Regions from separate parts of the Mus musculus genome. Here regions 1, 3, 4 and 5 are each linked to region 2. A link is a contact called in public HiChIP or PLAC-seq and promoter capture Hi-C data. All regions are on one chromosome and are shown on one strand. The core of a region is the stretch at or near the end of the contact, and the rest is flanking DNA. Distances in the headings are between cores, read along the strand shown. Region 1 holds the start of Kif7 (kinesin family member 7). Region 2 holds the start of Polg (polymerase (DNA directed), gamma). Region 3 has its middle 36 kb from the start of Gm39040. Region 4 overlaps Ticrr (TOPBP1-interacting checkpoint and replication regulator). Region 5 overlaps Abhd2 (abhydrolase domain containing 2).

The links. HiChIP or PLAC-seq counts read pairs in DNA pulled down with a chosen protein or histone mark. Capture Hi-C pulls out chosen DNA fragments and counts their contacts.
Region 1: a contact with region 2 is called in a promoter capture Hi-C map of adipose tissue. The contact joins the promoter of Kif7 here to the promoter of Polg in region 2. A contact is called at or near these places in 9 of 39 promoter capture datasets (the 3T3-L1 cell line, the C10 cell line, cranial neural crest and 5 more), 3 of 484 Hi-C or Micro-C datasets (embryonic stem cells and nephron progenitors), 5 of 115 datasets of contacts at active chromatin or transcription factors (astrocytes, embryonic forebrain, embryonic stem cells and 2 more) and 4 of 9 other capture datasets (adipose tissue, embryonic stem cells, liver and 1 more).
Region 3: a FOXA1 HiChIP or PLAC-seq map of pancreatic cancer cells shows a contact between it and region 2. The contact joins the enhancer-like site here to the promoter of Polg in region 2. A contact is called at or near these places in 3 of 39 promoter capture datasets (hippocampal neurons, liver and stem cell-derived epiblast-like cells), 3 of 115 datasets of contacts at active chromatin or transcription factors (embryonic stem cells, pancreatic cancer cells and trophoblast stem cells) and 1 of 9 other capture datasets (adipose tissue).
Region 4: a contact with region 2 is called in an H3K4me3 HiChIP or PLAC-seq map of bone marrow-derived macrophages, with 2.7 times the contacts expected there. The contact joins the enhancer-like site here to the promoter of Polg in region 2. A contact is called at or near these places in 3 of 39 promoter capture datasets (HPC-7-derived erythroid cells, cranial neural crest and hippocampal neurons), 17 of 484 Hi-C or Micro-C datasets (the G1E-ER4 cell line, embryonic stem cells, stem cell-derived epiblast-like cells and 1 more), 5 of 115 datasets of contacts at active chromatin or transcription factors (bone marrow-derived macrophages, embryonic forebrain, embryonic stem cells and 1 more) and 2 of 9 other capture datasets (adipose tissue and embryonic stem cells).
Region 5: a contact with region 2 is called in an HNF4G HiChIP or PLAC-seq map of pancreatic cancer cells. The contact joins the enhancer-like site here to the promoter of Polg in region 2. A contact is called at or near these places in 2 of 39 promoter capture datasets (both in embryonic stem cells), 1 of 484 Hi-C or Micro-C datasets (nephron progenitors), 2 of 115 datasets of contacts at active chromatin or transcription factors (extraembryonic endoderm stem cells and pancreatic cancer cells) and 3 of 9 other capture datasets (adipose tissue, embryonic stem cells and liver).

What each region holds. Positions count from the first base shown.
Region 1 is chr7:79,714,407-79,717,106 of GRCm38.p6, forward strand. It overlaps Kif7 (kinesin family member 7), which reads right to left and starts at 1,301. Exons shown (of 19, transcript NM_001291222.2): 1 at 1,259-1,301.
Region 2 is chr7:79,465,006-79,467,705 of GRCm38.p6, forward strand. Polg (polymerase (DNA directed), gamma) reads right to left here and starts at 1,268. Exons shown (of 23, transcript NM_017462.3): 1 at 1,065-1,268; 2 at 1-366. The coding sequence starts at 206. It overlaps n-TRtcg5 (a tRNA gene), which reads left to right and starts at 1,414; the gene lies at 1,414-1,486.
Region 3 is chr7:79,210,272-79,212,971 of GRCm38.p6, forward strand. No RefSeq gene overlaps it. Among named protein-coding and RNA genes, the nearest start is that of Gm39040, 36 kb to the right of the region's middle. Within about 2 kb of position 1,345, at least 55 of the 459 cell types and tissues checked have an H3K27ac peak or open chromatin away from gene starts, as enhancers often do. A contact at or near this core is called in adipose tissue, embryonic stem cells, pancreatic cancer cells and 1 more, where this site is marked.
Region 4 is chr7:79,685,611-79,688,310 of GRCm38.p6, forward strand. Ticrr (TOPBP1-interacting checkpoint and replication regulator) reads left to right here. Exons shown (of 22, transcript NM_029835.1): 15 at 167-328; 16 at 2,616-2,700. Among named protein-coding and RNA genes, the nearest start is that of Ticrr, 27 kb to the left of the region's middle. Within about 2 kb of position 1,406, at least 1 of the 459 cell types and tissues checked has an H3K27ac peak or open chromatin away from gene starts, as enhancers often do. A contact at or near this core is called in bone marrow-derived macrophages, where this site is marked.
Region 5 is chr7:79,323,090-79,325,789 of GRCm38.p6, forward strand. It overlaps Abhd2 (abhydrolase domain containing 2), which reads left to right. Exons shown (of 11, transcript NM_018811.6): 4 at 380-555; 5 at 2,345-2,512. Among named protein-coding and RNA genes, the nearest start is that of Gm39041, 25 kb to the left of the region's middle. Within about 2 kb of position 1,377, at least 31 of the 459 cell types and tissues checked have an H3K27ac peak or open chromatin away from gene starts, as enhancers often do. A contact at or near this core is called in pancreatic cancer cells, where this site is marked.

The sequences.
Region 1 (2,700 bases), core at 51-2,550, 250 kb after region 2:
GGTTTTTGTGTTCCAGCTGTCCCACTCCCCCTTCTAAGTCTCTACCATTGCTCCTCCCTGAAACTGCTTGACACCTGCCCATCTTCTTCAAAGAAGCCAAAAGATCCTTCAAGACCAAATTCCTATCACTAAACTCTGCCAGTTCTTTTTTTTTTCCATTTTTTATTAGGTATTTAGCTCATTTACATTTCCAATGCTATACCAAAAGTCCCCCATACCCACCCACCCCCAACTCTGCCAGTTCTATCTCCTAAGTATCTCTCAAGATTATCAGCTACACTCCTCATCCTGTTGCCAAAACCAGTCATGCTGCTGACACCCTGAAGGGATAACTTCTGCCTGCTCCCTTTCCGAGTTTCAGTCTCCCCGACCTCTCCAACCGCGCAGTCTAGAGCATCTTTCAAAAACACAGTTGTGACAGTCTCATTTTTACACCCCACTAACAATAAAGGAAGCTTAGAACACACTCCCTACCTTCCCCATCTCCTGAATACCATGCCTTTCCTCTCAGGCCATCAACCTCTGTGTTACCATCTTCATCCACCCACGCTTGGGCTGGGCTCACCTTCCCCACAGGGCCAGGGAAGCTGCTCTGCTCTGTCCCATCACCACTACAGACAGCCCTTTGTGCTGCCCACATCAGACACTGACCACACGGATGCCAGAGCCAGAGTCTCTCTCCCCATGGAAAGCAAGAACCCTCTTTGTCTATTTCGAACTCTATCATCAGCACCCAGCACAGGGTACAATACTATCTAGCAATCCGTGAGGACCCCTCCCGCCCCCAATCTCGCCTTCTCCTTTCTCACCACATTCTTCAACCGCAGTATCCCACGCTACACTTCGTTGTTTTCGTATTTACTGTTTAGCATCTCTGCTTGTATAACCGCTCATTCATTCGGTTCTGGTTAGGTGCTGGAGCCTGGGTACACAGAGGTAACAGTGCCTGGCGGCACTCCAATCCCCAGGTAGACTCTGGAGCTGTGTGTGGTCCCGGCTTCTCCTTCCCCACAATCAAGGCTCCGAGCCTCAAAGGCGCCCTGACAACTCCACCCGCGCGATCGGCCTCTGGGAACAGGCCCTCCCGGAAAGTTTGCAAAAGTGATTACAAACGTGGACCCTCGCAGGCTGCTCCTCCTGGCCCGGCCCGCCCAGTGAGGGAGCTCGCAGTAAGCTGAGGGGCACAGATGGGGGGCTGCTCAGTCGCCTCCCGGGTGAGCCCTGTCTAGCCCTCCATCCCCTCGGGACCCACACCCACCTGCCAGAGTGCGAGCGCAGTCCCGGGACGCGCAGCCAAGCTCGGCGCCCCGACCCGGCGCGCTCCGATGCCGTCATCGGGACCCCCGCCCCCCCAAACATCCCTCCCTTCACCCGCAACCCCGCCTGCCCCGGCGCTCGGGGGCGGAGGCGCAGGCAGGGCGCCTCCAAGTCGGTCCGCAGACGGGGCTGGGCGGGCCCTCCTATGGGGGAGGGGCGGGCCTCTGCCGGGGGGCGGGCCCAGGGAAGCAGCCAGTGGCTTCTCTTCAGGTCTTAGAAAACTGGGAAATCGGCACCAGACATCTGTCTTCTCATAGACCCACTTCTTTCTTTCTGCTCCCAGGGTTAAGCCATAATCCTCATTAAAAACAAAACGTAACAACAACAAAACCACCTTCCCTAGGAAGTTTTAGTTCCTAAAACTATGTCTCATTTTAGGATTTATGAGATTCAATCGCAGTTTAGAGTCACTGTCAAGGGACACTTGTCATCCAGAGAGGCAAAGCTGGCTGTCCATCTCTTTGACTGGAAACACCATGCTTTGTTGAATTTGTAATTCAAATCTAGAATCCAAGCCAGGGTGAGTGGCCCATGCCTATAATCCCAGAACTCTGCAGAATCCTTGAGCAGCAGGGGATCAGCACCATCCTGGCTACAGAGGTGTAGCCTCTGGACAAACACAAAAATAAAAAATCTGGAAAGCAGACTGGGAGAGGCAGAGTGGGGCATTTGCCTAGCATGAGGGAAGTCTTGTTTTTTTATCCCAAGTACCACGAATAACCACCACCATCCCAGAATACATATTTATCACTTAAAACACCACTAAAGAAAAACAAATTTTGATAGATGTATTCAGATGACTGCCTGCTATAGAGGCAGCATAATTAAAGGCTGCAGAAATGTCCAGTTCTCCCAGATCTATATGAGAAAACACTCAGCCCCATACAGTAGAATCACAGCCTGAAGTGAGGCCAATGATGAGGCCATGTGGTGTCTCATTGGTAAGATAAGCAGGGGCCGGGGGTCCCTGATAGGCATATTCTCTCCCTTGGTGACACAGATACAGGCCAGATTAGACCAGATTAAAAGTAGATACAGGCAGGTTTATTAGGAGGCAGATCTCTGGTGGGTTCACCGATCTCACAGGTGGAGGTCAGTGACGTCACACATCCGCTAAAGCAAGGGGCTTTTATAGAGTTTAGGTGAGGAGTGCCAGCAAGGAGCTGGGGTGATGTTCACACATGGTCAAAAACTGAGCCCCTGGGTGGGCACTCTTGGGTGGGTTGCTGGCAACGGGGAGCCCAAGAGTGATAAAGTGATGATGTGTTAGCCAGACATTTTCTCTGGGAGGGCAGAGTTGGAGGAAAGGAGGGCAGATGGGTTTCCCAACTTGTGCAGGGCACGGGCAGGAGTTCCAGACTAACAATCCCCAGCAGGTTGAGT
Region 2 (2,700 bases), core at 18-2,517:
TGCTCGTGCAGGCCTCTCGACAACATCTGGATGAGCAGAGGGTTGAGCCGCAGCTGCCCATTCTCGGAGGAGGGCATTTGCGACGGCGGCCGCCCGTCGCTGGGGACGGGGTCGAGGACGGAGCTGGAGACCCAGCGCGCGGTTGCTGGTACTGGCCCTGAGGCGACCTTGGCGCCAGCCACCTTCTTCCAGAGCAGGCGGCTCATGGTTGGTGCAGGGAGCCCCCCGCTGTGAGTCGGGGCACCGGGCTTTGGGCTCCAGCTTGACTGCTTTTAGTGGCCGAAAGACTCAGAGAGAGACGCGTCCCCTCTCTGTGCTCCTGTCAGTGAAATAGGTCTCACCATGCCTGCCTTCCTCACACAAGTCCTAAAGGAGACAGACGATAAAAGTGTTATTACAAGTGTCACGGACTTGAACAAACCGCTTATCCCGCAACAAACATCTGCTGCGTGCCAAACAAGCATTTTCTCCACTTGATCTTAGCCAAAAGGCCAGAGCGGAGTAGGGACATTTTTCTGTTACGCCTCCAACAACCTTAAGAAATGGCACTGCCCCCTCCCGAGGACAGGGCCACACCGGCTCGGCAGTTAACTTGGGAGAAGCCGCTGGAGATGCTGAAATGGGGAGACGCAGACAGACCAGGGTTCTGGCTCTCCAACTGCGTGACCTTGGCCCAGCTCCTTAGGCCCCGACCTCCTCCTCTGTAAAATGGGGTTAAGAACTCTAGAGCCACGGGCCACTGCTGTAAGAGTGGCAGAGGGCGCGCTCGTCGAGTGGCCCTAACCCCAGTAGGCGCTCGGCAGACAGCAGTTGCCAGTCCCACCCCGCCGGCGGCCCGAGGGCCTAGCGCCCCAACTTCGAAACCCGCCGAACGAGCCACAGCCTCGGGGTCCGCACCCACACCCGGGCGGGCCTAGGGCGCCCTGGTCGGGGCGTCGGCGGCCACCCCCGCACGCCGGGACACAGGGTCCCCGCCGCAGCCGCCGCCCTGCTCCCGGCCCGGCTTCCCGAGTGGAGAGGGAGCAGCCGCGCCCGGCCCTCCCCCTGCCGAGCCCGCCGGAAACCTCGGTCCGCTTCGCGCTTCCCGTTCTGCGGCAGCCCACAGCCCCGGCGACGACGCGGCGTCCGCGGCGCGCGGCCCACGCAGCCTCAGGGTGGCGTGCGGTCTCGGGAGCAGCCGCAACTTCCCGTCTGCGCGAACTGGGTCCCGCGGCTACCCAGAGGCAGGCGGGAGACTCCCCCGAGCGTCCAATAAGAGCGCCGCCAATGGAGCCGCCCGCCCGCGGGGGTGCAGAGGGACTTCCGGGTGAGGTCCTCCGCTACTTCCCTCCCCACGGAAAAGATAGACCAGTCTGACGCGAGCCTGAAGGCGGCTACACGCTTTAAGCTAAGTAAAGGCACCTTCTCGCTGGCGGCCGCGTGGCCTAATGGATAAGGCGTCTGACTTCGGATCAGAAGATTGCAGGTTCGAGTCCTGCCGCGGTCGACTTGTATGTTGTTTTTATCTGTCAGTTTGTTAATCCCAAGATTCCCTTTGGAAATAAAGCGAAATTGACCGTAGTGGTTATGACCAACTTCTAGTCTAAACTTAATTCTTGGAACTCAAGGATCTGAGCAAACAACTGTCAGGGTGACACATTGCTTAAACGGTGACAGCGGTCGAGAGCCTTGTCCCGGATGGAGAGTGGAGCAAACGGAGCACGTGCCGTCCGAAGTCTAGATTTGTCACCTATGGACCGCAAAGGCTAAGCCTCGATGGAGTCTCCTCCCTCCTATCCCGGACAATGATGCTGGGGGTTGATGCTGTTGAGTCCGATTGGTCGCGCCCACCGGGCACAGCTGAAGCACGTCCCGCTTCAGAGATCTGTCAATCTCTGGGTCCACCTCCCGTTGCTCCGGTTGTTTCTGCTCCCAGCTCTCCGTAGAGGGTCAGCTGCAAAGGGTCAGGCGAATATGGCCTGGGTGAATAACTGGGACCCAGGGATTCAAGTCGAGAGTCCCGTACGAGGAAAGAAAAGATCAGGATTGCTTCAGGCAGACTAGGGGGCACAAGCAGCTGATTAGGGAAAAAATTCGGACCGCGCTGAACGGCAGCCCCCACTTCCAACCAGCGAGACCACCCGGACGCTGAGAACTGTGTACAGGAGAGAGGGTCTTTGACTTTTTTCAGGAGTCGCTCCTCTATCCGCTTTTCCTGTCACTAGCAGCGGCAGGGACTCATACAGAACCCTTCTCCTTTCTCCTTTTCTTAGTTTCTTCCCCCTCTTTTGTCTGTCTGTCTGTCGGCCTGTTTGCTTGTTTGTTTGTTTTTAACGATGAGGTCTCACATTGTAACTTAGAACTTACGCGGTAGCCCTGGCTGCCCTCCCGCCTCAGTGCTTGAACTACAAATATCCACAATCTAGCTCTCCAGCTGAGACATTCTTATACATTTTTCTAGATGTACTTAATAGACATAAAGTGATTTTTGTTTGTTTGATTGGTTGGTTATCAGTTTTATATATATACACACACAAACCAGAGTCAACTAGATAAGAGATTCCTTATTTTGTGATTCTTCTTGCTTTTACATAACTTTGCTCAGTTTATTTTGCTATAAGGTGAAAAAGGAGAGGCTCTTAACTCAGGAAGCCTCCGAGCAGGAAAAACAATTTCATTTTTATTTCATAGTCTCCTACTGAAATTCAGTGTTCTCTTCAT
Region 3 (2,700 bases), core at 95-2,594, 250 kb before region 2:
GAGATGGCAGAAGCTCAGACTAGGGACGCGCCTGGCCCTGGTGGGATCAGACCCTGAGCCCCAGCCATCTTGGGATGGGGGGAGCCAGGAATGAGGGTGGGATGTCTATCCATTGCCTCAGGTTCCGGAGTGCTGCCCACCGTTTCTTAACCCAGATCTTGAAGAAGGCTGCAATCCAGGGACCATCTCAAACCTGGCTGTCTTCACCTCTCTACTGGTTTTCCCTCTGCCCAACATGCAATGTAATCACATGACTCAGACACCCCTACATTTTCAAGTCCAGACTCTCTCCCTCCAAAGTAAAGATTTATGGAGTGTGGTGGCACAGACTTGTGGTTGAACAAGGAAGTGGAAGTCAGACTGATGTATGAAGGGTTTACCAATAAACTTGCTTATATTAAGTTACATGTAAGTAAAACTTAGCCAAAGGATTTTTGCCTCCACAGGAAAGTTTCATAGATGGTGTTGGCTTCTATTGGTCCTTTAAATCCTGTGCCTTTTATTCAGAAGAGTGTAATTCTGCCAGGCAGGCAGAATGACATTGGTTCATGGCTGCCCCTAAAAAAAACTCAGCTTGTTTCAGATAACTTTGACAATGCCTTACTTAAATCTCCCATATGTCTAAAGTGTCCAAACTTGCAATTTCCTGACTCTGTAAAATGTGTTTAATTGCCCAAACTGTAAAAGTGTTTAATTGCCCAAAGTATGAGGCTGTGAGCCCAAAGGCAACTCATTTGTATAAGCCATAAGGGATCCAGGTTCAGGGTCCAGTTTCTCTTTGGGTATTAGCCAGAGCCAGACTTGCACTGCTATTAAAGAGGGTTTTTTTTTTTTCCTTATTATTCCCTGTGTAATTGGAGTAAATTCTCACTGGAGGGGATTAATTTACCATCACATAATCCCACCTTAAGAGGCTGAGGCAGGAGGACTGAAAATGCAAGACTGGTTTGGACTACAAAATGAGACTTCATCTCAAAACAGTAGAGTGTCGTCGTCCGTCCCGTCCCCCCCCCGCCGCCCCTCTCCCCTATCTTCAAGGTGTTGGCACTAAGCCCTAGTTCTGTGACCCGTTTGTGTGACCTTGTCACATTATGTAAACAGCATTGTGGAGTGGTGGGTGTGGGTAAGTCCAAGGTTCCAACACAAATGTTGGGGGCTGGGGGGGTGCTTGGTAAAAGGAGAGGTATGTGACAAATTAGGAGGGACAGTTGCTTAAGCCTGGGGAATTTCAAGTCGCAGCCTGACTTGGCATGCTCCTCATCTGCCTATGCTTTACACACCCGGTGCCTTTTGCCCTATCAGAAGTCTGCATCTCCCCAGGGAGCTCAGAGGGCTTTGTCGGGTGCCTGTCTGCACCGTGCCTGGGGCTGTGTAGGCACGTCCACATCAGCACATTCTTTGCCTCAGACCCTACCCCACTTTCCAAACTCTCCAGAAGTCTTGCCACACCCCACCCCACCCCCCAGGACATGAATCACAATGAAGACAGCAATGTCTGATAGTACACAAAGCAGTGAATGTCCTCTCTGAGAGCAGGATCTGTGTTCCTGAAAAAGCCAGTCAGATGTCCCCTCTCACAAAAATGCTCCAGAGAAGACTAATACATTGTATGCTTGAAAACATCTGGGAGATTCTGCTGACCCACGCCTGAACTTCCTCGTTCTTCCCTTTCCCACACACATCTCTCTGGTAACCTGAAAAGCTGGGACAACACAAGAGATGGGCATCGTTTCTGTTTGGGTTTCGGTTTTAAGGTAGTTTCCTAAGTTGGACATAAAAATGCTTAGTAAAATAAACTTCAGCCTCAACAAAGATCAATATTTAAAAATACAGGAGTCACTGGGCATGGTGGGATGTGCTGTTAGTACCAGCATTCAAGAGGCAGAGGCAGGTGGACCTCTGCGAGTTCAAGCCCAGCCGGGTCTACATAGGAAGTTCCAGGCCAGCCAGAGCTATCTAGAACAAACAAAATCAAAAGAAGGATGTGGAGAGGAGCATTTTGAGAGTCAACTGGACATTGACTGCCAATTACATTGCCATGAGCACAGGGATGCTGGACAAGTGGCTCATGCTCTTTAGGAAACTGATACCTGAGAAGCAAATGAGCAAAGGCAGCCCTAATACTCTAGCCAACACCCAGCAAGGACACGCATGATGTCATTGGAGCAGCCATGAGCTAGGAGTCACAGGTGAGTTGCTGGGCTCACGGACCTTGAAGTTCTCTAGTTGTTAGATCCAAGACAAGTGGCTGGTGCTTTCTGTGCCTCGGTGTGTCCTCTTCTACTTTCCTTTCCTTCCTGTTCCTGCCTCTCCCTTCTTGCCCTTACCTTCCCTGATTTTCTTTGGAGCTGGGGATTAGATGTTCTTTGCATCTTTAGGATTCCCTTTACCCCTGGGTGATACCCTACCCCCTCCAGCATTTTCCTAATAGCTCTACCTCTGTAGGTGTCTTTCTTAGGATTAAAAGAGTTCTTAGCTAAGGATAAACCTTAAAGGGCAGAGTGTCTGCCTACTATGCACAAGACCAAAGATTCATTTCTCAATACCATGCAAAGAGCAGGGCAAGTAAGTAAATAAAATCACAGCATTCAAGAGGCAAGAAGATCAGCAGTTCAAAGTCAGCCTCAGCTCATATCAAGTTCCAGACCAGCCTGGGATAACAAAAACAAAAACAAAAACAAAGGAGTTTGGGCAGGTTAG
Region 4 (2,700 bases), core at 156-2,655, 220 kb after region 2:
TTGAGGTCCCCCAGGAGTGTGCTAGCCAAAGGAATAATTTTAAAACCTGGCTGTAGAGTGGCTTTCCTAAGCAGCTCTGTGTTTGGGTCTGGCATGCTCAGTTAGTTGACACCAGCATAAGGTTTTTTAATCTCCTATCTCTCTTTTTCTCTCTCTCTGCTTTTAGAAGTAACAAAAGTTCGAAGAAACCTCTTCAACCAGGAAATGCTTTCTCCTTCAAAGAGGGGGCTAAAGAAGGGGCTGCCTCGCAGCCATTCTGTATCTGCTTTGGAATGTCTCCACCATAAACAGGACAAGTTCAAGAAGACCAAAAGCAGCACATTTCAGGGTAACTACAAAATAAGGGTTTGTAACAACAAATCTGCTGGTGACATTGTTCGCACTTCTATTCCCACATTAGTAATTGAGTCGTTCTGGTTTTTCTTGACTGGTTTAGCTAAAGGTTGGCCAATTTTATTGATCATTTGAAGAAAGTTGGCCTTTTCTCCATTGACTTTCTGACCTCACTTTCCTTCCCGCTACTTGCTTTGGGTTTTAGCTTGTTGGTTTTTCTTTTTTCTTTTTTTTTAAAGTTTTTGTTATTGGTTTTGTTTGGGGGCAGGGTGTGGACAATAAGGTGTCTCATTGTGGATCTCTTTGGGGTCATCTTTCTTGAAGTCTATTAAACTTGAGTGGTTAGGTTCATGTCTTTCCTCTGATTAAGGAAGTTTTCAACCATTTTTCTTCAGCAATGTTTTCTGCCTCTTTGTCTTTTCACCTTCTAGAATTCCCATGAGGCATGTGGTGGCATGCATGCTGCTATAGTGTACAAGCATGCCTCAGTCTTTCTTCATTTTTCTTTTTCTTTTTTGTGGTTAGGCGGTTTAATTTTTTTTTTTTTTTTTTTTTGACATTCATTGATTATTCTGCCTGCTCAGGCCTGTGATTGAATTCTTAATATTTCTTATTCCATCTGTATTTTTTGTTGTTGTTTACTTAACCTAGGCTACTTGTTTATTTAACCTAGGCTAACCTCAAGCTTGCTATATGTATGACTTTTGTCCTTCCTTCCTTCTTATCCAAATTATATCATTTCTCCTCCCTTCCTTCTCTCCAGTCCCTCCCATGTTCTCCCCACACTCCCTCTTAAATGATCTCCTTTTCTTTAGTTATTATTGTTACATACATGTGTGTAGATATATATGCACATAAAATATATAAATACAACTTGATGAGTCAGTCTGTTTAGTCTTGCTTGTATGTGCATGAGTTTAGGGGCTGAACACCTTGTATTAGCTAACCAAGTCAGGGACAACTCCCTAGTGGAGACTTAATTCTCTCTCAGAAGTCTTTAGTTGCCAGTACTTCTTTGTGTAGGCCTTGTTTAGGGCTGTGAGACTTCCTCTTCTATGTTAGCATGTCTGTTGACGTTATCATTATTCAGGTTTTTTTAGGCATCCATATGGCCTTCTTCCTTCCTTTCTCCCTCCCTCCCTCCCTCCCTCCCTTCCTTTCTCTCTTTTGTTTTTTTTTAAAGCAATCTTGCTTGTAAGCCAGGCTGGTCTTAAGTAAGATCATGCTTGGCCCTTTAATTTATTTTAACCTATGGGTTTATAAGCTCATTGAACATATTTAGACAAGTTGTTAAAACATTTCTGTAATTTCTGGGTCTAAGCTACTTTAGGGATGGTTTCTGCCAAGTTCTTTTTTTTTTCTCCCTGTTAATGGGAAATTAACAGGGAATCAATATCCTTTATTGTTTGCACCCTTTTGGCTTTTGTTATGAACTAGCTATTGACAAATAATGATGTAGTTGCTGTGATGACTGGATTCTTCAGTCCCTCAGAGACTACTGACATTTGCTGATTGAGATATGTAGCTATCTGCTTGTAGTTTTTCAACCTACTTTTTTGTAAAACATTCCCTGTTATATGTAACATTGACATTTCTGTCTTTTATCATTGTGTACCAGCAATTCATAGATGTCTGGGTTCAAAAAGGACTAGAAAAGGCTGCACCTGACCCTTTAAATCTACTGATAGAGGGCTAGAGAGATAGCTCAGTGATTTAGAGCACTTCCTGCTTTTGCAAAGGAACTGTACCCATGTTGGGTGGCTTACTACCATCTTTTACCCCAGCTCCTGGAAGATCTGATGTCTCTGGACACCACTAGGAACAGTACTCACATGCACACAAGCACTTAAAAATTAACAATCGATCTACTGATAGATGCTGTGGAACAAAGCCATTGTCGTTTGAGAGTCCTGAAACCGATCCAATGTCAGAAGCCATCCCACAGGAATTTTTAAAATATTTTACATTGGCTTATATCTTTTGAGATAGGGTCTCACTGCATAGACTTGGTCAGCCTGGCCTGGAGCTTGCTATGCAGACCAGGCTCTCCTTAAACTCAGAGATCCACCTCTAAGACATTCAACAGGCAGGCTTGTGTCATTTTTAATCAGGCTGATGGACTGTGTGTTTTGTTGAGTCCTGAAGGCTTAGACTCTACTGAGAGTTTAGCATCCTCTCGCTAGGTTAATAAGCCTCATGGAAGTTCCGATTGCGCCCTTTTCCTTGCTGCTGCCTCAGAAGTTTAAGTGAGGTTTATAGTCAACACTGGTTTTGCATCTTAGGTTATTGCAAACTGCTGACTAAGAGTGTGGCTGAGACCCCAGTCCACAAGCAAATCTCCAGGAGGCTGCTCCATAGACAAATCAA
Region 5 (2,700 bases), core at 127-2,626, 140 kb before region 2:
AATAACGAGGCCAGTCTTGTCACACGGGATGTATTCAAAGGGTATTATTTGCTTTCTTTTCCCCTTGATTATAGAAATAGCCCATGTTGAATTGCTTGATGCTCTAAATTTGAAACCACGGTTGGTTCCTAAAGCTAACTTGGCGTGGGAGGCATTAACGAACAGAGCATGGATATAATAAGGTGGTTAAAAATGTTCAGCTCAGTGGCGAAGTGCTCACTCAGTATGCACGAGACCCTACATCACAAAAGGAACCCATTGTGTTTATGGTTAGTGTGCAGAATAATGTGTGGAGAAAGGCCTTAAAAACTAGGGTACCTTTGTTCAATAAATGTGGAGGAAACTAACCACTCCTATTTTTCTTCCTCTCCTTTCTCAGATACATTCCACCACTGATCTGGGGGAAAAGCGGACATATCCAGACAGCCTTGTATGGGAAGATGGGGAGGGTGAGGTCACCACACCCTTACGGGCACCGCAAGTTCATCACCATGTCGGATGGTGCCACTTCTACCTTCGACCTCTTCGAGCCCCTGGCTGAGCACTGTGTTGGAGGTGAGCCACTTTAGGTCCTGGTGTTGAGCCACCCTTAGAGAGAGGAGCAGCCATCAGTGGGGAGCAGTGTGTGAAATGCCTGTGTCACCCACTGTCCCATTGTGTTCAGAGGCCAGGCCATCAGGTTTAACTCCAGCCTGTGCGTGTTAGTTCACATTAGCCACAGTCAGTAGAGAATTATGATCCCTCTTAAAGTACGGAAGCCTGTCTTAAAGGATGGCAGGAAGAGCTTGGAGCCCAGAGCCCCCCAGGACTCAGTAACATTTCCTACTGTTATCTCTCCAATCCTCCCCTCGCCCTGTGAGGTGGGCGATGCTATCTCCCTTGAACCGTGGGAAGCTGGGACTTGGAAAAGCAATCTAGGGTGGGTTTATTTGCTGGGCAGCAGGGCATAAAGGCTCTCGGGTGCCTGGTGTGTAAATCTCCTGGGACAAAAGGACACATTAAAGCCATACTTGCTTTTCATGAGTCAGTGACACCTCATCCAAGAAATGACTCCAGTTTCCGCTGCTGTGAGCGTTTGCCAGCTATACAGTAAACGGCGATGGCAAAGGCCTCATAATGAAGCCTTCAGAGGAAGTGCAGTTGGATGCCAGCATCTTTTTGAATGCAGTCCCTACCAGGAGAGAACATGGTTTTTTTTTTTATTCAAAGATACCTAGTTTATTATAGACGTGTAGTCATTATTTATGGGTAAATTGCAGCAGCAAACGTGCGCCAGCTCATTTATTTCAAGTAACTGGAATTGCTGAGTAGTTTTCCTCCCCATGCCCTCACGTGGCCACCTCCCTGTCATTCAGGTCTCAGATGTCACCTCCTCTGAGACTATGGTTCCTTTCTCTAGACCCGAGGTGCCTCCCTGCCTTAGTCCCTCATGGCACCTGCCAATCTAGCTACTTCTGGGGCTGTTTAGGGCCCTGCTGCTGTAGTGCAGGAGTCCCGGGGCCCAGGAGTCTGTGCTCCACACAAACAGTCACCAAAGGAATGAGTACATGACTAGGGATGGAGTTCCTGCTACGTTTGCAAGTACTGTCGTGGGTCCTTCATACATCTGTGCCCCCACCATAGTTAGTTAAATGCTTTCTTTCTCTTATTTCTAATAATTTGACTTGTAGCATTTAAGCATCCAATTTAAACTTGGTGTGATGGCTCACACCTGAAATCCAAACATTCAAGAGATGGACACTTGAGGATCAGCAATTCAAGGCCAGCGTGGGCTACATGAGACCCAGTCTGAAAACAAGAGTGATAACAACGGCAACCAAGTAGCGTAAAGTTTAGGTTGAGCAGTCAGTCGTTCTTGCTGGTACTCAGTATGGTACCAAAAGGACACAACCAGCTCTAAGTCTCTTATCCATGACTTCCCGTCAGCCCGGCTCCCTGCAGCGATCAGTGCTTGTGTCTGCACCCAAGGAATACTCTTAAGAGAGCTGCTTTATTTCGCTTATGCTTTACTTCCCTGCCCGGGGGAGGGGTACATCTTCCTTTTAGCAAACATAAACAGAAGCATTTCAAAATGAAAAATAGACCAGACTGAAAATGAAAAAGAACAGACCAGTCATGGCGGCGCACACCTTTCATTCCAGCACTAGGGAGGCAGTGGCAGGTAGATCTATGTGGAATCCAGCCAGGGCTTGCAAAGGGAGGCTCTCAAGAGAGAGAGAGAGGAAGAAAGAAGGGAAGGAAGGAGGGAGAGAGACTTGTCCAGAATCTCACTGTCTCAACACCTGTTAATGTCAGTGTTTATATATTAAATGGATGCATAAAGATCTCCTTCTCTACCCTGTAGATGACATCACCATGGTCATCTGTCCTGGAATTGCCAACCACAGCGAGAAGCAGTATATCCGAACCTTCGTTGACTATGCCCAGAAAAATGGCTACCGGTGCGCAGTGCTAAACCACCTGGGAGCCCTCCCCAACATTGAGCTGACCTCCCCACGAATGTTCACCTATGGTAAGCATGGGGTATGGCCAAATGGAGCCTCCCTCTCGCCCCTCACAGAGAGTGTGCAGCCCCTCCAGCCTGTTGCCTTGAGACTATAAGTGTAGAATTTCTGAACATCCACAAGAGACGATGGGGTGACACACTTGTTACAGTAGCTTACACTGCCATCCATGATGCAGTGCCTGAGCAGCTTTGGA